7 separate regions of the Mus musculus genome follow, and regions 1, 3, 4, 5, 6 and 7 are each linked to region 2. The links are chromatin contacts, called in public promoter capture Hi-C maps. All regions are on one chromosome and are shown on one strand. The core of a region is the stretch at or near the end of the contact, and the rest is flanking DNA. Distances in the headings are between cores, read along the strand shown.

Region 1 (3,501 bases), core at 286-2,785, 2.4 Mb before region 2:
TGTGGCTCTGCTGGTTAAGAAGGAAGAATTAAAGATCAAGAGGTACAGTGTGATGCCATCTGTGTATTGAGGTAGTAAAATAGTGCATATCGTAATTTAAATATTTGCTTCTGTTCATAAATGATGTCAAGGGATATTGATATTGAGGAGTGGAAACTATGTGAGGAATTGTAGGGTACTGAATATGTTGAAATGGTGATTTTTGAATTTTGAGGCATGTAAATTTTCTTAGAAATGCATTCAGAGATATTTATTTATTTATTTAGGGGGGGGCTGGAGAGATGGTTAGGAGCACTGGCTTCTTCCAGAGCTCCTGAGTTCAGCTCCCAGCAACCTGTGTACACATGGTGGTTCACAACCATGTATAATGAGATCTGACATCCTCTTCTGGTGTGTCTGAAGACAACAACGGTGTACTCATATACATAAATATCCATATACAAAATCTTTAAATTTATTTATTTATTTATTTATTTATCTATTTGCTAATTTATTTGAGACAGGGTCTCACCATGTGGCAATGGCTGGCCTGGAATTGGCTATATAGACCACGTTGGCCTGGTACTCACAGAGATGATCCATCTTTGCCTCCTGAGTGCTGATATTAAAAGCATGTTCCACTATGCCCAGTGAATCAGAGATTAAATTCTTAAAAAGAAAACATCAAAGAATAATGTTCCGGCTAGGTCTTGTCAGTTTGATCTAAGTTACCATTATCTGGGAAGAGGAACTTCAGTTGAGAAAATGTCTTTGTTAGATTGCCTATATACAAATCTATAGGGCATTTTCTTGGTTAATGATTGATGTGGGAGAGGCCAGGCTCACCAGGATGTGGTGTGACCCCCTAGGGGATCCTGGATGATATAAGAAAGCAGGCTGAGCAAGGCATGAGGAGCAAACCAACAATCTGTGTTTCTCCAAAGCTTCTCTGCTTCAGTTCCTGCCTTCAGGTTCCTTTGAGTTCCTGCCCTGACTTCTCTCAGTGATGGTGTGTGACCTGGGAGTTGTAAGCCAAATAAACCCTTTCCTCCCCAGGTTGCTTTTGGTCATGGTGCTTTTATTATAGTAATAGAGCCATTTACAAATTTAAAAAGTAAAATAAAAACTACACAGGAATTACATAAGCTTATAGAACTCTTTAACTTTATAATGCTAGTGATCTTGTTCCCTTTAATGGGTGGAGTAGGGACCGGTGTTGCTCATGTGCTGGGAACATAATGGGTGCCTGGCATGTGCATTTTTCTCAACTGTCGGGTTCAGCACACTGTAAACATACATTTCAACCAGAGCGGACCTATTTGCCTTGGAGGAAAAACGAGAGACTAGGAGCACTTCCAGCACAAAAGACTGCAGTTATCTAGTTGCACCGCCGACTAGCACAGCGCGTGCGCGGTCCAGAACTCAGCGCGAAGAGGAGGTGTGACAGCTGGCGCCTGCGCAGTAGCAGCCCAGGGAGGCGCCGATCACGGCACATGCGCGGGGAGTAGAAGGGGGCGGCACCGGTGGATAAGGGGCGGGCGGAGGGCGGGAGCCGCAAGGGAGACAGGGCGGGCCGAGGGAGCGGCGCCGTGGGGTTGGCTGTTGCCCTGAGGCCGGACTCAACGGACCGGGCCGCGCCACCGGGCGAGCTCGCCGCCCGGCCCCAGCCCGGAGCCAGCGAGTGAGCGAGGCGGTGCCGCGCGGTAAGAGCCGGGGCAGGGTCTTCTCCGCTTGTGCCGCGGGCACGTTCGTCTCCTCAGCGCCGCCCGCGCGGCCAGGCCCGGGCGGCCCCGCAGACCCTGGCGGCCCCGCGCCTGCGCTGTCCCCCCTCGTCACCCCCCCCATCCCCAGCCATCCCGCGCCTGCGCCGTCTCCTGCCCGGGCGGACCTCACAGCTTGCCCCGCAGATCCCCCGGGAACCCAGGCTGGCGTGGTACCCAGCTGGCTGGGGGTCTCATCCCTGCGGAGAGGCTGGGTGCGACCCTGGTGCTTGTGTTCCCTGTGGTGTCGGGAGAGACCGGGCATTCATCCTAGTTCCTTGCCCTGGGCTGGGACAGGTTGCCTCCCCATCTGGTGCATTGAGGGTGGGGAGCAGGAGCGGAGGTCCCCCGAAGGCTGCGCCCTGCAGTGTTAGGACCTGGCTGTTGGAAGCTGGCAGTGTTCTTTATTCTTGAGACTTGGCTAATTATGTCAGATTGGATGTGGATGTTTCTGTGTGTTGTTGAAGAAATGCTGCATTTTCATTAGAGGCGTGTGTGTGTGTGTGTGCATTTTCATTAGAGGCTTGTGTGTGTGTGTGTGTGTGTGTGTGTGTGTGTGTGTGTGTGAGAGAGAGAGAGAGAGAGATAGAGAGAGAGAGAGATAGATAGATGGTGGCGATACCCCAGAGAACACTAGAAAAGAAATCGGTTTCTGGTGGGCTTAGCCGCCTAAAACCAAACAAAAATTTCTGTGATCATTCAAATGCAGGCATCCTTGATTTTTTGTTTTGTTTTGTTTTGGGTTTTTTTGTTGTTTGTTTTTTGTTTTGTTTTTGTTTTTGTTTTCACTCTCTTGAAGATCAGTCCTAAAGTGCGGCGGGGTGAGGGGGCACCCTTTGACTGTCATGACAGAGAATCGTAAAGTTTGGCCTACACCTGTAATCCCGAGGCCAAGGCTGGATGAGCTCCAACTGGGCTGCAGAGTAAGGCCTTGTCTCAAACTACAAACAAAAACAAAACAAAAAACAAATCGCGGAGCCCAGGAAGGCTTCTTGTCATTCAGGAAGCTAAATCTTGAGGTGAAATCAGCTGTGGACTACAGGCAACAACAGTTCTATCTAAAGGTTTGGAATGAGGCACCAGCGTTGTTGCATAGGCATTAAAGGCACCGTTCGGTTGGTCCTCTTTCAATATGTCAGGAATGGAAAGAGTTTGAAAAGCAATACGCCTGTGCTGAATTCTGTACAGACTCTTTTTTTTTTTTTTCTCTTGTCCTTTCCTTGTACTGGGATAATATAAGCAATTGACGATGGAAGTGTACTTGAGGGTTGAGTCGTATATGGATAACTTCACTCTCCCATCTTTGGTATTAAGGGCATGGAATATGGCTAGATAAGTGTTTTATAGCTAAGCTATATCTACTCCCCAGCTTGATAAAAATTGAAGTAATGTCTCAAAATATCCAACCAATATAGAAGGGGATATGGAGAAAAAAGTATGTTGGTCTCGTTACATTTTCTTTCCTATTGAGAAAGAGCTGATGCCCCCTTCCCTTTTTCCCCCTTTTAAAAATGTCTCATTTTCCCTTTGGATCTAGTGTACACCAAATAGTGTCCTAACCTTTTGAAATTTTAGATAGCTTGAGAATGCTTTGTATGCTTGTCTGTGTATATCCCAGGTATGTAGGAATCTTCTTGACATTTTCAGCAAGAAAGTGATTTTTTTTTTTGTACCATAGAAAAGCAGTATGAAGGTGTCTTTGTATCATTCAAAATATCAGTGTCAGATGCAGAGAGGAGAGTAATTATAGCTAAAGTGAAAT
Region 2 (3,684 bases), core at 1,001-3,500:
ATGAGACTAGTGCTGCCAATCAAAAGGTCTCAAGAATAAAGAAGTTCACAGTTCCCAATTCCATCTTTGGGTTAGCTTAGGTTTCCTGGAGGAGGAATTTGAGCAGAGTGAGGGGATGCATAATTAAACAATCATGGCCACACTGTGCTCTGGTTGCTCACTGTCTCAGTTCTGGTCACTCACAATTCCATCTAACAGTTTGTCCTTGAAAGCAGTCAGGACAGGAACTTATGCAGGGCAGAGATCTGGCATAGGAGCTAATACAGAGGCCATGGAGGAGTGCCACTTACTGGCTTGGTCCTAGGTAGCTTGACTGCTTTTTATTACAGAATCCAGGACCACCACCCAGGAGTGGTACCATAACCAGCTGAGCTCTTCATCAATCACTAATTAAGAAAATGTCCTACAATCCTGCCTCCTACATCCCACTCTTAGAAAATCCATTAATCCCTGAATCTGAAACTATAATGGCTTAGGGTTTCGGAGGAAGGGTCAAGAGATCTTCAACCTCAGATACCTCAAACACAAGGATGGCAGGCATTGGCTACCTCCCCACTCCCAACCTGGCACCAGAAAGCTGGCTCCCTCACCATATTACCCTTACAGTTATCAGGCTTCACTCCTTGTTTGACCTTATAAGGTTTCCCTCACCCCCACAACCATGAATATGCAGAATATGCAGATAAAGCATCTTCCAGAACCCCTGCCCTGGCCAATCCAATGATACATGGCCACAAAACCTTGCCTTAGAGACTCTGACCACTAACTGGAGGGGGGCGTGTCCTTTGTCCCACTCATTTCCCACCCAGATCCCGCACTGCACTAACCAGGGCCCTGCTAAACTTCCCTTGCTCTGGACCAGCTCAGTGATACAAAGACCCTGAGTCCTCCCAAGCTCAGGAATTGAAATCCCACCAATCCTCATCCTGGAAATCTCCACGGGAAGCCCCACCCCCAAGAAATCCTATATAAGCTCTGCCTTTGGCTTCGTTCTCTGCTGCTTTTCACCCTAGCAGAATTAGCTGCCCTCCTGTTTTTGTTGTTGTTGTTGCTGTTGTTTGTTTGCTTTTTTTCCCTCTCCATAAATCTCTTGTGTGCCTCATGTGTCGTGTGACTTTGTGGTATTCCTTGGCTCCCAATTGCCAGGAAGCCTCTCTAGCAGAGCTGTAACATTTTCCCCGGAACAGAACTTGGCTGGGGAAAACCTGCCTGGCCGAAGTAAAGCTGTAACGCTTTCACTGGGGAAAGCCTCCCTCTGGCAAAGCAGAATTGTTACACTTTGGCTGGAGAAGTCTTCCTCTGCAGAGCAGACCTGTGACACTTTCCATGGGAACCCCCTCCTGCAGCAGAACTGTTATACTTCCTTTGGGAAAACCTTCTGCCGCAGCACCAGGAGTGGAGCTGGAACGCTTCAAGCCTTTCCCTTCAGAGTTGCAACACTTACAGTCATAACTAGCTTGTATCAAATGGACATAAAGCTGGTGGGCTCAAGCTTGTATCCTATTTTGCTTACTCCTACTGGAGTCTGGGTCTTTAATGAGTCGAGAAACTTGGGATCCAGAGTCCCGCATTGATCTTTTTGGTGTCTGGCTATCTAGGTCTCTGGTTCATGCACAATCAAGCAGGGAAGGTACCCTCTTACTCAAAGCTCCTGTGTCTTCAAGTTTGCGTCCCCAGTCACTATCAATAAGGATTTGTTTTGTTTTCTTTGAGTCAGGGTCTCATTGGTTAAGGAAGACCTTGAACTTCTGATCCTTCCAATGCTCCACCCCCAAGTGCTGAGATGATAGGTGTGTGTTATCACGACTCATTTGTGAGGTTCTGAGGATGGAACTCGGAGGCTTTGTGCATGCATTGGTTGCCAGGCAAGCAATTCTACCATCTAAGCTACACCCTCCACATTCCCTCAGTGATTTAAACGCCTTTCAGTAACAAGTTCGAGACAGCTTGGATGCTGTTTTAACGTAAATCCACAAAACCTGCCCTCTGGACACGCATACGGCTCTGGCAGAGAATTAACAGGACTGGCAGAGGTTTCCAAGGGTTGGCGGCTACAGAGCAGTTGTGTTAGGCAGAGCAGCTGAGCCTCAGAACCCGCCTCAGAGTCCAGCAGCTCCATTCCAGAGCAAGTGGCAAAGCTTCGCTGTCCACTGCCCAGCCTAGTAGTCTACTACGCACGCGCGCTGCTCTGACGCTCCGGTTATTGCTCCCTCCCCGCAGTTCCAGCAGCGCGCAGGCGTGCTAAGCCTCAGCTGCGCCCGTAGGCGGGCGGAGGTCAGGGGGCGGAGCCAGCGGCTGCGCACTCGCAAGCTCCGCCCGTCTGGCTAGCTTACGGAGGCGGAGCGCTTACTGTGGAAACATCCTAGCTCGGCGTTGGAGTTGAGTCGCCTGAGGTCCCCGCCGACGACGCACTCACCATGGCGCCTGCTAACCTTGGGCTGACGCCGCACTGGGTGATGCTCCTCGGTGCCGTGCTGCTGTTGCTTCTGTCCGGAGCCTCCGCGCAGGAACCTCCGAGAGTGGGTAAGGCCCGTGGGCCTAGGGGCCGAGGAGTAGGAGGAGGGCGGCCGGGTCGGATCCAGGGCGGAGTCCAGCCCGCGGGCTTGGCTGCCTCTGCGCTCACGCCCTCCCTTGAAGCTGGGTAAGGCAGCCAGCCTCTGCTGGAAGTTAACGTCGTGCCCTGAGGCACGAAAGACTCGGCTAGTCGGAACCGACGCCTCGGCACCTGCTTAGCATCTCGGGGACCATCTGCATTCCAGCACTGTTTTTGTTTGAGGGGAATCAGGGAGCTGACAAGTTGTGTCCAAGACTGAGGCTTGGTCAACTTTGACCTTTGTACGCTCGCTAGAGTTGATGAGGCGCTGCAAGAGAGTATTTTTGTTAGCTCAGGCTCTCTCAAGGTGTCTTTACACTCTAGCCTGTCACGGTGTGTTTTCTCTTTGTGACCTTTTGCCAGTTGTCGCGTCTCTCTGTTTAAGTTTCTTATCTGCTCCCAGGTATGCCTAGGACCGGTCTGGGACTGCCTCACTCCTGCTACCTTGGTGAGGGTGACTAAAGGAGCTGACCCTGGCCGCCCCGGGGAACTTGGGGCTAGATTCTCCAGTAAGGACTTTATGCCAGGCAGAGTGTTGGGGAGCCTGTGGAGACCCAGGACCCTTCCCAGTGTCTCAAGGGTGTCTGCTGCGATACTGGGGGGAGGGGGGGGGGCACGAACCTTCACCTGTTACCAACCACCACGTGTTAGGTGTAAGGATTCTACTCCTTGACATTCTATAGGGAGATAGCTGATGTTTAAAACGGCTAGTCTTTACAAGGAATTTGCATAAATTTACATTACCGTATCCTGTATCCCAAAACTCGCCTTTTTTTGTTGTTTGAGACTGGGTTCAGGCTGGTTTTGAACTTTTTTGTTTGTTTTTTCGAGACAGTGTGTCTCTGTGTAGCCCTGGCTGTCCTGGAACTCACTCTGTAGACCAGGCTGGCCTTGAACTCAGAGATCCGCCTGCCTCTGCCTCCCTAGTGCTGGGATTAAAGGCGTGTGCCACCACGCCCAGCTTGGTTTTGAACTTAAAGGTGTCTGCCTGCCTCTGCCTCTCAAATGCTGACCATAAAGCATTTGCCCTGCCTGGCAAAACTCACCCTTTAAATATTTTTTGTGTGCTTCACAGAACCTGTAGTAGATTA
Region 3 (3,447 bases), core at 608-3,107, 2.1 Mb before region 2:
TAACCTTTGGTCTGGAATGTTGCTTTCTCATCTCTAATATCCAAATCCTCTGTGTTCACTCGTGTTTCTGCCATGGGCATGTAGGGCCAGGGCTTCCTTAGCCTCCCCACTTACACTGCTGAAAAGGTTTTGGGTTGATTTTGGTTTTTGAAAGCTCTGTCTACCCTTTGAAATATCTGCTTGTCACTACAAGTGCCCATCAGTTCTAGGCCTCCAGATCACAACCCTCTGTTGGAGGCTGCCTCCTTACTCTGTGGCCTGAGCTCTGCTTCTAATTAGTTGAACTATGCCCTCTAAACTGTGGTATAGGACAGTTGCTCCTCAGGGTCCTAAGAGACTCCGGTGTCTCTCCTCTTTCACTGAACCTTAGAAGCCCTACATCCTGAGGCCTCACAAGGCAAACATCCCTGCTTAACTATCCTGATCTTGCTTAGCACAGGGAAGATGCTTTCTGGGGCGAGGTGATAAGGGTAGAAGCAGCCTTGGTGTTTGTCCTGATAACAGCTTTGGCATTCAGAGCCCAAAACTGCTTTGGATATTGATGCCTTAAGCCAAGACAGTCCTCTACCTGAAACCTAGGGTCTGCTTTGGAGAAAGCCCTGACCTAGCTTCAGCTGTCTGGTTGCCACAAGAGAAAGCAGACAGACAGCTCTTCCTGGTTCTTTAACCCTCTCAGCCTGTCTGCTCACCTCAAAAGGTACTGAAAGCAGCGGTCACCTACTTCACTGGGATTTATGAAGATTAATTCTATGCTATCTATAAACACCTTAACACTGCATCTACCTCTTAGTCACCCTACACAAGTGAGCCATTATCTGCTGAGGCTAAGATAGGGGCAATGATCTAGTCAAAGTTCACAGCGGTGGCTAACTGGAGAAGTAAATATGTAATCCCAGTACAGGTCCAAGCTCAGCTCCTCCAGGTTACAACCAGAAGGAACCACTCCCTGAACGTGATGCCAACTGACACTAAAGGGTTTGGGTCCCATAACCTTTGACCCCTCCCCTGAGATGGCACCTCAACTGTTTACAGTTTATTAATATCAACTCTTGTGTGTTAAGCTCCACCATAACTTCCCGCTGTCCCCACTTCGTGAGTAAGCAAAGGGGCTCGGGTTTCCTCAGGGCAGAGGGAACCAGTAAGCGAGTAACCAAAACAGTACCAAGACAAAAAGCGCTGAGAAAAAGATGTTCCCTTTGCTGGGTGCTCCCAGGCCATTCTTTTCCCCCTCTTTCCCGCCCCTTTGCTGAGAGCTCTCAAGCCATTCTTTCCCCCTCTTTCTCGGCCTCAGGCTTTCCACAGTTCCCCGGGGAATAGGATCACCCAACGTGCTTCAAGCAGGGCTATTCGATTCTGGACAAGGTTGTGCCTTTTTGCCCCTTGGACTTTTCCACTTGACGGCTCTCAGCACTCCCTGGGCTTCAAGCCCCAGGAGACTCAGGAACGACCCTAAGTGGAGGACAGGAGATGAGAAGGAATATCCACCTAGCTAGGACCCACTAGAAGCTCCAGGCTGGGCTGAGGCCGCAGACGACCCAAGGTCGCGCGCGGCCAGACCCTGCCCGGCTCTAGGGCGGAGTCCCCCTCCGTTCCCCCGGTTGAAGGCAAGGCCCTGAAGAGAGGCACTGACCGGGCTCGAGCGGCTGCCCCGCTGCCTCTGCCTCCGTCCTCATGACCCGGATGGCGCAGGGCGCCCATGGCCCCGGCCTGGAGCTGATTGCAGCGGCGACTTCTGCTGGGCAGCGAGCGCGGCCAGTGAGCGCAGAGTTCCTCCTCCTCCGCCTCCGCCGCCGCCGCCGCCACCGCGGTTCAGAGCCGGGTAGGCGGTGGCTAGGCCGCCTCAAGCCACGCCTAATCCCTTCCAGGTCTGGGCGCTGGAAACCCGCCCCTTCCATAAGCCACGCCTCTTCCCTTCCACCCCCACTTCTCCTTCCAGAACCCGCTACCCGTAGGTCCTTCCCTGAAACGCTCCGGGGGCCCCTCCCCCTCCCCGAGCCCCGCCCCTCCCCGAGCCCCGCCCCCAAAGCCCTTCCCCTAGCGACGTGGGCTCCCCACGCTCTCCCTCCGCTAGGTCTGTTCTTCTGCAGCCTCAGATGGAAGCTCTGGTTCTCCGCAGTGCCTTATCGAGACTCCAGGGAACACTTTCCCGACTCCTTTTAGGTCTTCTTACCCAGACAAGGAATAATGAGAGTTCCCAGGGCTCAGTGCGTCCCTTACCTGCCGGTGGCCGGATCCAAAGCTTAAATCTCTAGTCCAAGCCTCACTTCCTGTCTCCCCAGAGCACTGGGCTCAAGCCCAGATCCCGCCCAATCCGCCACTACAGTACTCAGGGTTACCATGTTCCCTTGTTGGGCTCCAGGATTGGTGTTTCCGGCGGTCCCCCGGGCCCTCTCCGGTGCCGGAACTATTGTGCTAGAGCCCTGGTTTCCCCAGCCGGCTAAGTGAGAGTGAAGGGCAAGTAGGCTTAAAGGAAAGGGAGGGGCCTGCGCAAGGCATTCTGGGAGCGCGTGGTATTCGTGAGAGTCGGGCCGGTCGTTCTCTCGCCTTCGCCTTCTAACGTTTGTGCCAGAACCGGAAAAAAAATAAAGCCTGCAGTTAATTGGTGAGGAGAGGCGGCTAACGGGAGAGAGGAGGCCAGGGCTTCCCCAGGGGGTTTAGGAGCTGGAAGGGCCGCTGCGGAGGAGCTCAGCGGGGCTTGCTTAGCGGAGGGCGGGAAGCCAGGGCCTATCCAAAGCTCATCTCCCGAACCCTTGAACAGTTATTAATTTACGCCTAGTCTGCACGTTCGGTGCCTTCTCAGGTCACCGATTTCCGAAGCTTACGGGCAGTCATTTCTTGCTAATTACCTCCTTTCCTTTTGGATCATCATTTACAACGTCCCTTTCATCCCTGCCTCCACTCCCATTCCTGCAGTGGCCCTCTTTTCCACGCTGCTGCAGAAGTTTAATCAAGTTGCCGTGCTATATGTTCGATCCACTTTGTAGATGCTACTCTTTTTTTTTTGAACCTTTGGCTATCATCCTGCAGTGTTTCCCTACCATTTTCAGCATGGAAACCCACACTCCTAAAGTTGAAAGCCGTGGTTCCTCACCGAGAGAGAGAGACTGTGTTTAGCATCCTTACAGTCTTCTCATGCAAATAAATGGTGTGCTCCGGTTTTGAGTCGTTTCCAATCTCAGCATTTTAAAAGCCCTGTGCATAGTCTTTGTCTTGTAGTGAGACTTAAAGTCGAGCGTTTACCCTATTTCTCTGCTTGATGAACATTTCCTATTTATAGCACCGTAGCCTTGACAGTTTTGGTCTGCTTTTTGGTGGGGATTCAAAACGCTGGATTGAAAAGCGCAAGCTCTTTTTCCTAGCTTCCTTGGGGCTCAGGTCTATATGTACTATTAGGTTCTGTAGCCTTTATCCAAATGTGGTGGCTGACTACTTGGGATATTTCTGGTG
Region 4 (3,411 bases), core at 117-2,616, 2.1 Mb after region 2:
AGTATGTTCCACCTGAAGGGAGGGGCACCCTGTCCGTTTATACATCAAGGGCTTCCTAAGTGCAGGCTGTGGGAGTGGTCATCTCAGACACACAGGAAAACCTGAGCTACTTGCTATGTGCTGACAACTAGGTGACAGTGTAAGATGGGCAGTGTGACATGCACAACAGGGGCAGATACTTCTGGAAGTCCTTGGAAAAGAGCGTGACCAGAAAGACTTCTAGCCCAAGAGTCTAGGGCTCCCAGGGGGAGGACAGCCAAGGTAGTGCCACACATGAAGTGGCATTGGACCCTGGGCTCTTCCCTGGTCATATCAACCAGCCCCACCTTTGACACCGTTTCCCTGTCCCCAAACAGGTCTACCTGCTATCCCCGACATGACAGGATGTCGGAGCACCTGTGGTGGGAGCTGCCCTTTCCCAGCCCCAAGTGTTGATGCAGCTGTAGTCCTCCAGAACGCCCACAGTCAGGGTGAGTGGCCAGTACAGCCTAGGGACAGAACCACCCACCCCTAAAGGTCACGGGTACACCACACACACACCCTGCTGCAAAGCTTAAATATGCTGCCACCACCAATACTAATGACCAAATGTCCAAGAAAGGAGTTATGGGTGTCTGTGCTGAACAACCTCAAGGTCTTTGCGTGTCTGTTCCGGATCCTGTAAACTTTTGGGTTATGCCTCACCACTGCTTTCTGGTCGATTTAAGCAAGACTAGGGTGTGGTCAAAGGTCAGTCTGAAGGGGTTCAGACTCCACCTCCTGGAAGCCACGTCTGCAAACCCCAAGTCGTTGATTCCCTGCGCTTCTACCTGAGCCCATAGAGACCAAATGGGGCCATCTAACGCTTCATGCTGGGAAACAGGGGCGGATCCTGCTCCGCTCCCGCACAAGCCACGCCCAATTCCCCACCCACAACCACGCCCCCTGAACGTCACAAAAAAAGGCCCCCAAAGCCGCAGCTGCCACTCCGCAGCGCGCAGCCCGGCCCTGCCGGCCACCCCGCACACAGGCATCCGCGGAGCTCTTCCGGCCGGAGGCGACGGCGGCCTCCGGAGCTTCGGAAACGCAAGGCGCCTGCGCGGCAGGGCGGGGGACGACGACTACACTTCCCGGTGTGCCCCGCGGGCGGGCGCGCAGACACATTCCGGACCCGGTGGAGGCGTCGCACAGGCGCATTCTAGACCCGGCAGTGGCGCGCAGGTGCATTTCCGGCCCGGCAGCAGCGGCGCGCAGCCGCACTCTAGGCCCGGGTGTGGCACGCAAGCGCTTTCGGGGCCCGAAGGAGGCACGCAGGCGCATTCGGGGTCGGGAGCCGGTGCGCAGGCGCATTCGAGGCCCGGCGGCTGCGGCGCGCAGGCGCGTTAGGCGCGGGCCGGGCCGGGCCGAAGCGAGCGCCGGGCGGGCAGCGGCGCCAGAGCGAGTGGAGCCTTCGGGGTCCCCGGGTGGCGGCGGCGGCGGCGGTGCAGAGGAGGAAGGCGGCGGCTCTCCCCCTGCCGGCGCGCGACCCGGTCCGTCTCGCGAGCTCGCGCCGGTCCCGCGGCCCGGCCCGGCCCCGGGCCCCTCCGTCGCCGCCGCCGCCACCGCCATGGCCCGGCCGCTGGTGCCAAGCTCGCAGAAGGCGCTGCTGCTGGAACTGAAGGGGCTGCAGGAGGAGCCGGTGGAGGGCTTCCGGGTGACGCTGGTGGACGAGGGTGACCTGTACAACTGGGAGGTGGCCATCTTCGGGCCCCCCAACACCTACTATGAGGGCGGCTACTTCAAGGTGAGCAGAGCCTCAGTTTCCTCTTTGTGCCTGCCTCTCTCCCAGGCTCCTCGTGCAAAGCGGCTCCTCCCTTTTTTGTTGGGCACGTGCTGACCTTACCCCGGGGACTGGTCTCCCTAAGCTGTCCTCCAACAGGCTACAGGATCAGGGACTGCTAATGTATGCCGCATGCCCAGGCAACTCCCCACCACGAGACGCAGGGGCCTCTAGAGCCTGCTGCTGGTCAGCGTGTTCCCAGGTTGTCCTACACTGGACTAAACTTGTACCTGGGAAAGGATCTTTCCCTGTTGTCCCCACCCTTCCATAATGCTTCTGGTAAAGGGTCTCTCCGGGGACAGTTGTTTTCCTTCTTGTCCCGTCCCCCTCTCAACCCCCCCCCTCCGGTTAGTTCCCCCTACCCCAAGACACAGAAGCCTCTGGAGCCCCCTGCTGGCAAGCATTTTCCCAGGTTGTTCCTCACCCTACCAGCATGTGGTAAAACCTGGAAAGGTTCTTAGGTTGTCCCAAGACATAAAGGACCACGGGCAGCTGCTAGCTGGTATCCCAAGGCCCTGCCCCCTACGCTGGAACACAGAACCAGGGCAGCCGCTGGCCGATGTGTCCCCAGAGAAGGGACGTGTAGCCTGGACAGCCACCTGCTCCAGTTCCAGTAGAGGCCCTGATAGGGCCTTGGCAGCCTTGCCTGCTTGGACAACAGCCACCTTTAGCCCTAGCCAGGCTTTATGTAATGCATTCCAAGGGGGCAGTGGGGGGTCCACCCTGAATCTTGGAGCCACACCCTGGGTTCCTTCTTTGGGCCCTGGACCCTAGAGCTCTGTGTTTGCCCCACCCTGACAGCCTTTCTCAGGTTCCACTGAACAGGTGGCTTCTTAGGGGCCTGATTTTTCCTTCTAGATAGTGTCGTCTGCCCTCTGGTGGCTTCACGCTCAATGCACCAGATGTTCTTGTGGTTGGGAGCAGGGAACACTGGGAAGCCTCCAACACTGGAAATGTGTGGCCAGCTATAGGTACCCCCATCAGCACAGTTAGATCATCCTGCTTACTGGGGGCTAGAATAACTAGCAGAATCACAGAATCTCATGCTAGGGCCAAAAGGGACAAGATGAGGACCGGGTGGATGCACAAATCCCAGCCAATCTAGGGTCCCTAGTGTAGGGCCATGGTAGATATTTGTTTGTGTGTCTTCTTCCTTGCCTCCCACCTGGATGTGGTCTGAATTAAGAAATATCTGGATGCTCTTAGCACCTTGTCTCCTGTATTTGCTGGGAGGGGCAGTGGGAACTGCCAGGAGGACAAGTTCTGTTCAGAGCAGGGTCACCTGACCTGTTCCTCATCTGTAAAGGGATTGTGGGTAGAGTCTCCTAGACTCACATAATTCTTGAGATAGCTTAGGATGCTCGGCAAGATGTCAATCAAGTCTGTCAGCGTGGGAGCCTCCTGTATGGTGTGGGTGGCTGAGACATGGGGAGACTCTGTAAGGGGGCAACTGTGAGGAGCTTCGTCTGGACAGCCCAGCCTGTTTCACTTTGGGGCTGTCCAGGAAGAGGTTGGGAGCACCCTTCCTGTTCCTGAGCCTCAGTTTGCTCATCCGTATAAAGCATCCGGAGCCACAGACGTGAGGGGTGTTGCAGCAATCCCACTTTCCCCTG
Region 5 (3,247 bases), core at 89-2,588, 2.4 Mb after region 2:
GACTAGACATTGGGCACCCACCCGGAGCCCTGAGGGTGTGGAGGGCAGGAAGGAAGATGGAGCATGGGCTCATCTGCAGCCAATGAACTGGGGCCTGAGGGGATGCCCACAGCTGTCTTGAGCTCAAGCTAGATCTACCTATGAAACCCCCGAACGCTCAGTTCTGAGAAGCACCAGGAGTGAGTCCCAAACTCACCAATGCCCTCCAATATCAGCATGCCAGCCACCAAGCCATGACCCCAACACCAGAAGGCCCAGGCAGCTCCTCAGAGAGAGCCTGGTGCCATCCCTCGAGTAGCCTTTGTGACCGAGAACCGGGATCTCCCGGGAGCACATGAAGAAGACACAGCCAGGGCAGGTGCTGGCTGTAGAGGTCCCTGGCCAATCTGGCTGTGACTCTGTGGCTGACCCTAGTGAGATGACCTCACCCAAAGCCACAGAAAACCTGGCAAGAGTCTGAAAACAGTGAAGTAACAGAAAATTTGAGCAGTGACACTGGGGGGTAGGGGGCTGTCCCCAGGGGGTTGGTTCAGGGTGTGCTGGAATGGGACTGACTAGTAGAGACTGGACTGAGAGAATCAGGGTAGAATAGAAATGACAGGCGGGACAGGGCCTCCAGCACAGGAGGTGGTCTACAGTGGAAAGTCAGGAATGGAATGGAAATGACCATATTGTTCTCAGTGGAGGTGCAGGACAGGATGGGAGTGACAGGTGGGAAGGTGGACCTCGAGTCCAAAATCCTACTCCAAGAGGACACTGGGCTCTGGTCTTGAGTGGAAAAATTTGGGGCCTAGGCTCCCAAGTGGCAGACTGAGGCCAAAGGGCAGGAGGCGGGGCCTGAGAGCTGAGGAAGTGAGGACCAGAGATAGCATCTGTAAGAGTGGTATCAGGGTATCCAGGCGTCAGGAGCCAAGTGGTAAAGTTGCCGGGGGTGGGCGAGCGGATGACAGCTGGGGTCAGGGGTCAGAGGTCAGGGGTCAGAGGTCACCTTGAGCAGAACGAAGAATTCAAAGAGGCGGCGGAAAGCAGGTGGGAAGAGGCGTGAGTAGGTGACGGCCATCTTGAAGAAGAGAGCGTGGAAGAGCCGGTCGCGCACGTTGATGAGCGGGTTGGGGTTGAGATTGGGGCCGCGAGGGCCGCGCACGGGCGCCGCGCCACCACCCCCGCCGCCGTTGGGCCCGGGCCCTGGGGCTGCCGCGTGCTCCGACATCACCGCCCCGCGTCACCCCGGCGGCCGCCGGCTGACCCCCGCCGCGTCCCGGCCGCCGGATCCCCCCCGCCGCCCCCGGCCGCCGCCGCCGCCTGCCCCTTTGCTCGCGTCCGTCCGGCCCGCGACGCCGGCGAGAGCGCCGGGCCAGAGCGCCGCCCGTGCGCGGGGCACGCTGGGATCGCCGCGGCCGCCCGAGGAGGCCGGGCTTCAGGGCCGAAAGGCGGGCACCACGAGTAGTGGGCGGAGCCTGACTTTACACATTTCATGCGGGTCGCCTCAGCGCTAAAGGGCAGAGTACCATGGAGTTCAGTTTATTTTCCTAGTGCTCCTTCAAGCTTTGTCCGGTCTCGTTTGCAGTGAGCTTGCAATTTGCAGGGGCTACACGGAGTGCATTAAAGAGCAGCCCCGTTTGTTTGCATATATTCACTCCCACATACTGTGGCACGGCCTGGGGTGGAGTCGTGTGTCACGATTCATTTGCATTGAGCTTTATCTTTATATATGTGAGTACACTGTCGCTGTCTTCAGTCTCACCAGAAGAGGGCATCAGATACACCAGAAAGGAGTTGTGAGCCACCATAACGGAGGCTGGAACTTCAACTCAAGATCTCTGGAAGAGGCGTCAGTGCTCTTAGCCATGTCTTTAGCCCAGAGCTCTATCTTAAGCATTGAGCGGCAGTGTCGGGTGTAATTCGTTTGGTTTGTGGAGGGATCCAGGTTAGCGGTGGGCGATCTGTGGGGCGTGGTCTCAGAAACAAGCTAAAACATTTGCATCCACCTGCGGGCGGGGCGACGTTGCCCGTCGTATTTGTATATGGTTTCCTATTGGCGGAGAATTAGAGGGGGCGGAGACGCACTTAGTAAGGCCTATTTACATAGGGCTTCACTCTGGCCACAGCCTCACTTAGGGGCGGGGTCTGCTGAGGACTCATTACCCACCCTGCCCTGGGAGGCAGGGCTTCCTAACTGCTCATTAGCATAATGTTTTCATTGGCGGCCGCAGCGCTGAAGGGCGAAATTCCATGGATAGTTTACTAGCAGACAGTTTCACCATCGCACCAGTATCACGGATTCCGCGCTGATCCGGCTACCACTGAGGGGCGGAGCCTCGTAGTGCCTGTCTAATTTGCATATGACTTCCCAGAAGGCTTCGCTGGCACAAGCTTCTCCCAGACAGCTATATTAATTAGTTAAATGTGAGCTTTCACGCGGATAGATAATTATTCTGAGCGGTGTTATGAGTGGTAGCCTTTCTTTTTGACATGTGAAAACGTTACTTTATCCAAACAAAAACAAAAAAAAATCATAATTACTGTATGTGAAAAGTAATTTGCTTCTCTGCCTTTAAATACCTGAGGCAAAAAACCGTCGCTTGTGCTCGCTTCGGCAGCACATATACTAAAATTGGAACGATACAGAGAAGATTAGCATGGCCCCTGCGCAAGGATGACACGCAAATTCGTGAAGCGTTCCATATTTTGTTTCATCTCAAAATAACGCAATTGACCCTTTGAAGTCTCCTTTTCTACTATAGCTGCCACATTCCCGTACAATTTGCCTGAACAAGGGCATTTATTGACCGGTTACTGCGCACTCGAAGGAAGCTGTCTGTTTTTAGGACGCAGCAGAGCTGTCTCTGTATGCACCGTGCCCTAACGTTGTGCGCCTTCTATATACCTCCAGCTTGAAGGAAGGACTAGGAGCATCTGTATGATGGAACAAGATGAGAATTTCTGCATCCGGACTGGGCGGCCAGGAAAAGGGCGGGGCGCTTTACCGGCTGAGCGAAGGGAACCCCTCCCTCCTAGCTTTCAGATACCCCAGAGTCACCGTCTGCTGTTACCCAGAGCACCTTGCAACACAGTAGGCACCTAATAAATGTACCAGTCTTGAAACTATTATGGAATACACTTGTCACTTGTTTGAAAATAGGAAACGTCCCTGGGTGACCCGAGCTTTAGAAAAACCTAGCCTGACCTTCGTGGAGAAGCAATGGGGTTCCCTCCAGCACAGGCCAACACGTCAGTCAGTCATATC
Region 6 (3,376 bases), core at 411-2,910, 2.3 Mb after region 2:
TTGAAGATTCTATCAAAAAATACTAAGAACAGTATTTTAGGGGTCAGCAACAAGGTTCAGAAGGTAAAGGCACTTGCTGACAAGCTTGGCGTCCTGAGAATCTTGGCATCCCAGAATACACATAAAGGTGGAAGGAGAAAGCCGACTCCACTAAGTTTTCCTAGGACCTCTATGCGTGAGCTGCTGAAGCCCTTCTGGTCTCGGTCTCTTTCTCTCTCTCTCTCTCTCTCTCTCTCTCTCTCTCTCTCTCACACACACACAGACACGAGAGAGAGAGAGAGAGAGAGAGAGAGAGAATGGGAATGTATGTTGCTTTCATTATCTTGGCAGAATGTTTTGGGGGGTTGCCCAAGTTTACAGGGGACACACAAGATGATTAGAGGGAGAAAGATCTGCTAGTAGCCCGTTTGATGCTGGAGAAGAATGCTGGTGTGCAGGCCCAGCTCCACCCCGGGGCCACACCCCAACACATCAAGGTGTCTAAAGTTTGAAGGCGCAGTTCGCTGCCACCTGCAACTTTCTTAGCCTTGCAGGCTAAGGTTCCAAGCAACTGCTGCAGTCTCAGATTCTAGGGAGGATTCCGGGAACTTGGATTGGCCGGAGCCACCCCATCTCTCCAGACACTCACACAAGTGGCTTTCAAGGGGCAGACTGCTCAAGATCCCCACAACAGTCTAACAAGGGACCTGAGCACCACCTATGGGGAACTAGTCGAGGTCGGGGGTTGCCCTGAGCACTGGCGTTACCCACTAGAATCGTCTCAACTTCTAGCTGAGCTCACATCATGCCTCGGTTTCCCAGCCTGCAAAATGGGACCTCAGAATCCAGTACTCTCCCGAGACGAACTGGGTAGACCGAGGCAGGGGCTTCACTGAGTTGGTTAAAGGATGGCCCTCCTTTCCCTCGCTCCTAGGTACGGTCGTCACGGTTCCTCGCATTTCCTCGAACGCGCGCGCAGCCCAACCCGGTGCTTTTGCGCACGCAGCGCCCTCACACCCCAGCGTCCCAGCCCCCGCAGATCTAGCCTAGCCGGGGGTTTTTAAGCCCATTTCAGAGACGTGGAGCCTCAGGCCCGGAAGGTTAGGGTAGCATAGTGGGCGGAGGTTCCAGCTCCAAGCTTGGCTTATCCATCTTGCGTTCCGGGTGAAACCAGGAAACGGCCGGGGGCCCAGGTGACTTTCCGCTCAGAGGTGGGGCGAGGAACCCTTTTTAACTCTTCGGGATTCCCGCGATGGGGCTCTCGCAGCCCCGCCCTCCCGCTCGCGGCCTCTGCGCCGTGGGCTGCGGCGTGCACTTTGCGCACGGTCCCTAAGATGGGGGCGGAGCGTCCCTCAGTCCGGTTCCCCCTTCCTTTTATTATTTATTATCATTTAAAGGGGCCGCGACCTGAAGTTTTCCGTCCACTCTGTGGCGGCTCTCCGGCTCCCCTCCACCTCCTCCCACCGTGGACGTCCTCAGATTGAGTTGGAGAAGGGGGACCCCGGTGTGGTGTCCTGGGAAAGCTTGGAAAGGGGGACCCTGGAGAGACACCCACCACCTCCTCCTGCGTCCCCGGGGCTGCTGAATCACCGGCGAGGTATTTGCATCTGAGAGCAATTTGTCACACGGCGATTCGTCTGCTGGGTGGGGGAGGGGCGGGGCGGGGGGCCCGGTCGCGCGCGGAGACCTCGTCCCTATCCGATCCAGACGGATGGAGATGTAGACGCGGCCTGGAGACTCGGTGAGGCGGGTGACCCCGAAGCCAGGAGCGTGCACTGGGCACCAGGGGGAGGCCAAGGGGGAGAGAGGCCACCGGAGGCCACCAGCAGGCTGGACTCTGGGCTGGGCTCCGGGCACCGGGGCATGCGCCCCCCGGGCCACCCCGGGCGGTAAGGCCTTTTGCAGCGCGGCTCTAGCGATCTCTCCTAAAGGTGGCAGCGTAGGGCACCCTGGAAACCGACAATTGCGGGGTCTCCAAAGTTAGGCAAAGACGCGCGCGTAGAGGGGTGCAGGGCTGAGTATGCGACTTGACGGATCAGAGTTGGGGTGGCTGTTGCGGTTGTAGATCTTGGAGACCTTCATCCGGTACACGAGTGCGCGGGGGTCGCGAGTGCGCGCTGTCCCCTGGCGGAAGGAAACGGACCCGGGGTGTGTGTGTCTGTGTATGTGCGCGCGCGCAGAGGACTGGGGGCTGCGCTCTGGGAACATGGTTTTGCTTTTTCTTATTAATTAAAAAAGATGTTTGGAGATAGGATCTTACTGTGTAGTACGGGCTGACTTAGAACTCGAGTTAAAGCTCAGACTAGCCTGAAACTCGAGGCCATCCCCCTGCCGCAGCTTTCCTTCCCAAGTGCTTGGGAAAATCCCAGGCCGGGCGCGCCACCACGCCCCGGTACCTACAGTTCTTTTTCTCTTCCAAACCTGTGTCCAGCGGGGTCCGCCCATCTCCCCCCCCCCATTTCGTTCCCTAGCTCCAGTGTACTACTGGGACTGGGGTCTCCACTTGCCCCGCGGGGTGCGCCCATCCAGATCCCTCCGGTAGGGTCCCCTGCCCCCCCCCCCCCGACACAAAAGAGGGAGCAGGAAGCGCGGAGTGCGCGCGTGTGTGTCAACTCGCAGCGGGTTTGTCAAATATCTTCCGTTTTTTACGACTTGGGCAGCAGGGTCACCCCCCCTCCCCAGCTCGCTCTTTCCAAGAAGCCTTTGAAATACCGACTCCACTGGGGGGGTTGTTTGTTTGTTTTTTTGTTGTTGTTTTACATTTGTCCTCTGACTGGGGTGTGTTTTTGCACACGTCTCCTGGGGGGGCACAGTGCCTTCTTTCCCAGCCCCCTCCCCAGCTCCTGCCCTTCCCCCTCCACCTCCCTTGGAGGAGAGAGGGGCCCCTTTCGCCACCCTCGGGCCCTGGCCTTGCACAACTCCAAATAACCGTGTTTTGCAAGGCCTGGCCGAGCTAGTGACCTCTCTCTCTCTCTCTCTCTCTCTCTCTCTCTCTCTCTCTCTCTCTCTCTCTCTCTCTCTTCCCTCTCTCCCTCTCCCCCTCCCTCTCTCCCTCCCTCCCTCCCTCCTTCCCTCCCTCTCTCTCTCTCTCTCTCTCTCTCTCTCTCTCTCTCTCTCTCTCTCTCTCTCTCTCTCTGACCTGAGGCTTGGAGGTGGTGGGGGGACTAGGGTGTGGCTCTGGGTCTCTTCCCCACTGCAGCCAGATCCCCCTTCCACAAACACCAGCTACCAGTTCCTAGTAGATCTTTCTGAGAATGCCATAAATTGAGGGTGGGGGCCAAGGACAAAGGGCTGGGGGAGGGGTCTATAAGGATGGGCAACGTTGGCTCAGGGTACCGGTACCTCTAGAGGGTGGGGGATGTCCAGGCCTGACCTAGGGGCAGCTTTGGGGTTTCCA
Region 7 (3,373 bases), core at 430-2,929, 2.2 Mb after region 2:
CCTGGCTTCCTGATGGCCTTAAGTTTATCCCTCAGTGGCCCCAGCATGTCACCTGTCACTGAAGCAATGGGCAGCTGACACCACCCAATGGGTATGAATCAGGAAGCCTCCACAGTAGTGATGGCCCTCGAAGCTCACAGAGGCCATATAGGGCCGGGAATGTGGCGTTACCTCATGGCCTCCAACAATGTAGGACCCACAGCAACCTGGAAGAGGTGGGGCAATGTGAGAGACAAGGACAGGACAGGTAAATCAAGGGCAATGGAGCACAGCCCTGGCAGGGAGTAGGGGTGGAGGCTGGGCTGAGAGGAAGGGGCAAACCTAGAGGGAGGCATCCAGGAAGCAAAGGCAGGAGGATCTCTGTGGGTTCAGAGTCAGCCTGGTCTACATGGAGAGTTACAGGCCAGCCAGGGCTACATGATGAGACCTCGCCTAAGAGTGAGTGTGTGTGTGTGTGTGAGAGAGAGAGAGACAGACAGACAGACAGACAGAGACAGAGACAGAGACAGAGACAGAGACAGAGACAGAGACAGAGACAGAGACAGAGATGAGACAGACAGACAAAGCCAGTCCCAGGCACCCTCAGCACCACATAAGCATGGTGTAGCAGTGCAGGCCTGCTGTTTCAGAACTCTGGAAGTGGAGGCAGGAGGATCAGGAATTCAAGGTGATTCCCTTTTCAGCTGCCCAGCTATTTCAAGGTGCCTGGACCACGAGAAACCCACTTTACTTAAGAGAAATAGAGGGGACCAAGTGGTGGGGCACACCTTTAATCCCAGTGCTTGGGAGGCAAAGGCAGGCAGATTTCTGAGTTCGAGACCAGCCTGGTCTACAAAGTGAGTTCCAGTACAGCCAGGGCTACACAGAGAAACCCTGTCTTGAAAGCAAACAGATAGACAGACATGGATGGATGGATGGATGGATGGATGGATAGATAGATAGATAGATAGATAATTAAAGACTGAGGCTAGGAGACCTTTTGGGCCTGTGATAGGTTCAGCAGGCAAAGGCACATGCTACCAAGCTTGACAATCTGAGTTTAATCCCAGGAACCCCTATGGTAGAAGGACAGAATCGACCCCTGCAAGTTTTCCACTGGTTGTGACAAGCACTATCTACATGTACTCTCTCAAAATAAATAAATGTAATTTTTAAAAAATAGGAGGCTTGGAGAAATGGCTCGTTATTTAAAACCCCTGGCTGGTCTTACTGAGGACTTAGATTCTAATGCCAGCATCTACATGATTGTTGGAACCGACTGTAAATTCCAGGGGATCTGATGCCACCTTCTGGTTCCTCCAGGTACTGCAGGCATGCAAACATACAGGCAAAACACTAATACACACAAAAATAAAAACAAAACAAAACAAAAGCTAGGAAGCCCAGTCTCCACGATCTTGTACCTGAGGTGGCTGAAGTCCCTACTGGCTGCCCCACCCCCACCCCATAGCCTCCTGCCTGAGCAAGAGTACACGTGCATCCTGTGTGGGAGCCTGGTCACCTTGGGTAGGGTCTAATGGCCATTTGGAGTTCTCACCAGGGAGCCACATGAGCTGGGTCAGGGCAGCTGCTGTAGTCAGCACCAGACAGTGCCAGCCTCCTCTTGTCCCAGGCACCATAGCTGTAGAGGATGGCATCTTTCTGGTGAGGTCTGCAGGTGCAGGAGGCACCCAACGGTTCAGTCCAGAAAGTTGTTCCGGGTCTGTGGTCTGTGGTCAGAAGGTGGAGCAGGCACTTCTGGAAATCAGGGGAGGCCACGTTACTGTTTCTTGTCTCCAACTGTGCTGCTCATGAAAACCCAGAAGTTTAGAAACAAGATTGGTTTGTGAGCTCAAACTCCCCTTGTACCTTCCTACTAGATTATCTGGCCACTGAACGCATTCAGACCTTCTCAGGGGACAGTCATCCTGGAAGCACCAACTCTGCTTATCTGTCTGTCCCCAGCCAGGTAGCCCAGGAGCAAGCACCTTGACCCTTGACCTCAGTTTCCCCATCATGAACCTGAGGTCAGTGAGGACCATAAAGCTAGTTCTTTGGGGAGGGCTCTGAGTTGGGCTGACTTTATTGCTTTTACTGAGGTCCTACTGTATACCATACTTCCTTGGAAGAACTGGGGACATAGCAGAGAGTGACCCTAAGGTCTGGAGTCCAGAGACCACCCATCAGGATATGTGCTGGGCTTGGGTTTCCTCGTGGTGGGGACCTTTGGGAGAGAAAGTTCAGTTATCTGGCCTCTAATTCAATACGCTCTTGAACTAGCTATCCAGCTGAGAATAGCCCTGAACGCCTGCCTGCCTCTCCCTCCTCTATCCTCCAAGTGCTAAGGCCACAGGTGTTGTCTACCATGGACCCACGTAAGGTGGGAACATAAGCTTCCCCTAGGTTGTGAGATGGAGCCCAGAGCACACACTGGCTGGGCTTGTACTGGTCCATGCTTGTTAGCAGATGCTGCAGCTTTAATTAAGTCTGCTACAGGCTATGCCCTAGTTGGCCTGTAGGACCCACCCCAGGGCTGATGCAAATGGTAGGTACCTAAGAGCAGAGAGGGGCTTGGGTGAACTCAGGGTGCACAGTGGTCCCAGACAGCTCAGGAAGGGGAGAGGGCTCAGGGTCAGCAAGGGCATCCTGCAGGAGAAGGCACTGTTGTCTTAGCAACAACCTCCCAAAAGGGTCACTCCATCCCCCACTGAGGATGCAGGGGGAAGCTCTGCACCATTGGCCTTTGAGGGAGCCAGGGCTCAGGAAGGTAGTAGTGACCAGACACAGAGCAGGAGGGGAAGGAGGGAGAGACCCCAGAGAGCCAGGGCCAGAGGAACATAAGAGAGTAACAGAAACAGGTGAAGGTGGAATGAGACAGAGAGGGAGGGGAAGACAAAGACAGAGATAAGGACAGAAAGAAAGCCAAGCCTGAAGAGGATGCATACCTTTAACTCCAGCTCTCTGGAGACACTGGCAGATGGGTCTCTGAGATTAAAGCCAGCCTGTTTTACAGAGTGAGTCCTTGCCAAACAAAAAGCAAGCAAGCAAGCAAACAAACAAACAGAAAGCAGGTCTGGGGAGAAGGCTTAGCAGTTTAGAGCACTGGCTACTCTTCCAAAGGACCTGGGTTTGGTTGATAGCACTCACATAGTGGCAGTGGATCTGTCCCCACTTCTGGCTCCTGTGGGTACTGCATGCATGTGGTATATACACACAGAAAAACACTCAGAAAATAACAAATAAAATAAATGAGAGGGAGACAGAAACAGAGATGAAGACAGCGATATAAAGAGAAATCAGCGGGGATGACGACAGAGAGTGGGAAGGTGTGTGATGCAGGGTGGGCGCGTGCCTTTAGTCCTAGCTCTAAGGCAGAGGCAGGCAGATCTCTGTG

The links. Promoter capture Hi-C pulls out the DNA fragments that hold promoters and counts their contacts.
Region 1: a promoter capture Hi-C map of pre-B cells shows a contact between it and region 2, with 3 times the contacts expected there. The contact joins the promoter of Specc1l here to the promoter of Pttg1ip in region 2. A contact is called at or near these places in 2 of 39 promoter capture datasets (liver and pre-B cells).
Region 3: a promoter capture Hi-C map of liver shows a contact between it and region 2, with 6 times the contacts expected there. The contact joins the promoter of Gucd1 here to the promoter of Pttg1ip in region 2. A contact is called at or near these places in 2 of 39 promoter capture datasets (liver and pre-B cells).
Region 4: a contact with region 2 is called in a promoter capture Hi-C map of pre-B cells, with 5 times the contacts expected there. The contact joins the promoter of Cdc34 here to the promoter of Pttg1ip in region 2. A contact is called at or near these places in 3 of 39 promoter capture datasets (embryonic stem cells, liver and pre-B cells), 1 of 484 Hi-C or Micro-C datasets (B cells), 1 of 115 datasets of contacts at active chromatin or transcription factors (embryonic stem cells) and 1 of 9 other capture datasets (adipose tissue).
Region 5: a contact with region 2 is called in a promoter capture Hi-C map of embryonic stem cells, with 3 times the contacts expected there. The contact joins the promoter of Tmem259 here to the promoter of Pttg1ip in region 2. A contact is called at or near these places in 3 of 39 promoter capture datasets (cranial neural crest, embryonic stem cells and liver).
Region 6: a promoter capture Hi-C map of pre-B cells shows a contact between it and region 2, with 4 times the contacts expected there. The contact joins the promoter of Arid3a here to the promoter of Pttg1ip in region 2.
Region 7: a promoter capture Hi-C map of liver shows a contact between it and region 2, with 3 times the contacts expected there. The contact joins the promoter of Prss57 here to the promoter of Pttg1ip in region 2.

What each region holds. Positions count from the first base shown.
Region 1 is chr10:75,210,538-75,214,038 of GRCm38.p6, forward strand. Specc1l (sperm antigen with calponin homology and coiled-coil domains 1-like) reads left to right here and starts at 1,536. Exons shown (of 16, transcript NM_153406.3): 1 at 1,536-1,682.
Region 2 is chr10:77,579,405-77,583,088 of GRCm38.p6, forward strand. Pttg1ip (pituitary tumor-transforming 1 interacting protein) reads left to right here and starts at 2,251. Exons shown (of 6, transcript NM_145925.3): 1 at 2,251-2,523. The coding sequence starts at 2,418.
Region 3 is chr10:75,515,524-75,518,970 of GRCm38.p6, forward strand. It overlaps Gucd1 (guanylyl cyclase domain containing 1), which reads right to left and starts at 1,858. Exons shown (of 6, transcript NM_175133.2): 1 at 1,631-1,858. The coding sequence starts at 1,673. Snrpd3 (small nuclear ribonucleoprotein D3) reads left to right here and starts at 2,519. Exons shown (of 4, transcript NM_026095.4): 1 at 2,519-2,602.
Region 4 is chr10:79,680,829-79,684,239 of GRCm38.p6, forward strand. Cdc34 (cell division cycle 34) reads left to right here and starts at 1,367. Exons shown (of 5, transcript NM_177613.2): 1 at 1,367-1,762. The coding sequence starts at 1,586.
Region 5 is chr10:79,982,922-79,986,168 of GRCm38.p6, forward strand. Tmem259 (transmembrane protein 259) reads right to left here and starts at 1,339. Exons shown (of 11, transcript NM_001003949.4): 1 at 989-1,339. The coding sequence starts at 1,210. It overlaps Gm26243 (a small nuclear RNA gene), which reads left to right and starts at 2,585; the gene lies at 2,585-2,691.
Region 6 is chr10:79,925,681-79,929,056 of GRCm38.p6, forward strand. Arid3a (AT rich interactive domain 3A (BRIGHT-like)) reads left to right here and starts at 1,661. Exons shown (of 9, transcript NM_001288625.1): 1 at 1,661-1,720. Gm40715 (a long non-coding RNA gene) reads right to left here and starts at 1,311. Exons shown (of 2, transcript XR_001779822.2): 1 at 782-1,311.
Region 7 is chr10:79,787,306-79,790,678 of GRCm38.p6, forward strand. It overlaps Prss57 (protease, serine 57), which reads right to left and starts at 1,680. Exons shown (of 5, transcript NM_001042710.1): 1 at 1,538-1,680; 2 at 53-206. The coding sequence starts at 1,637.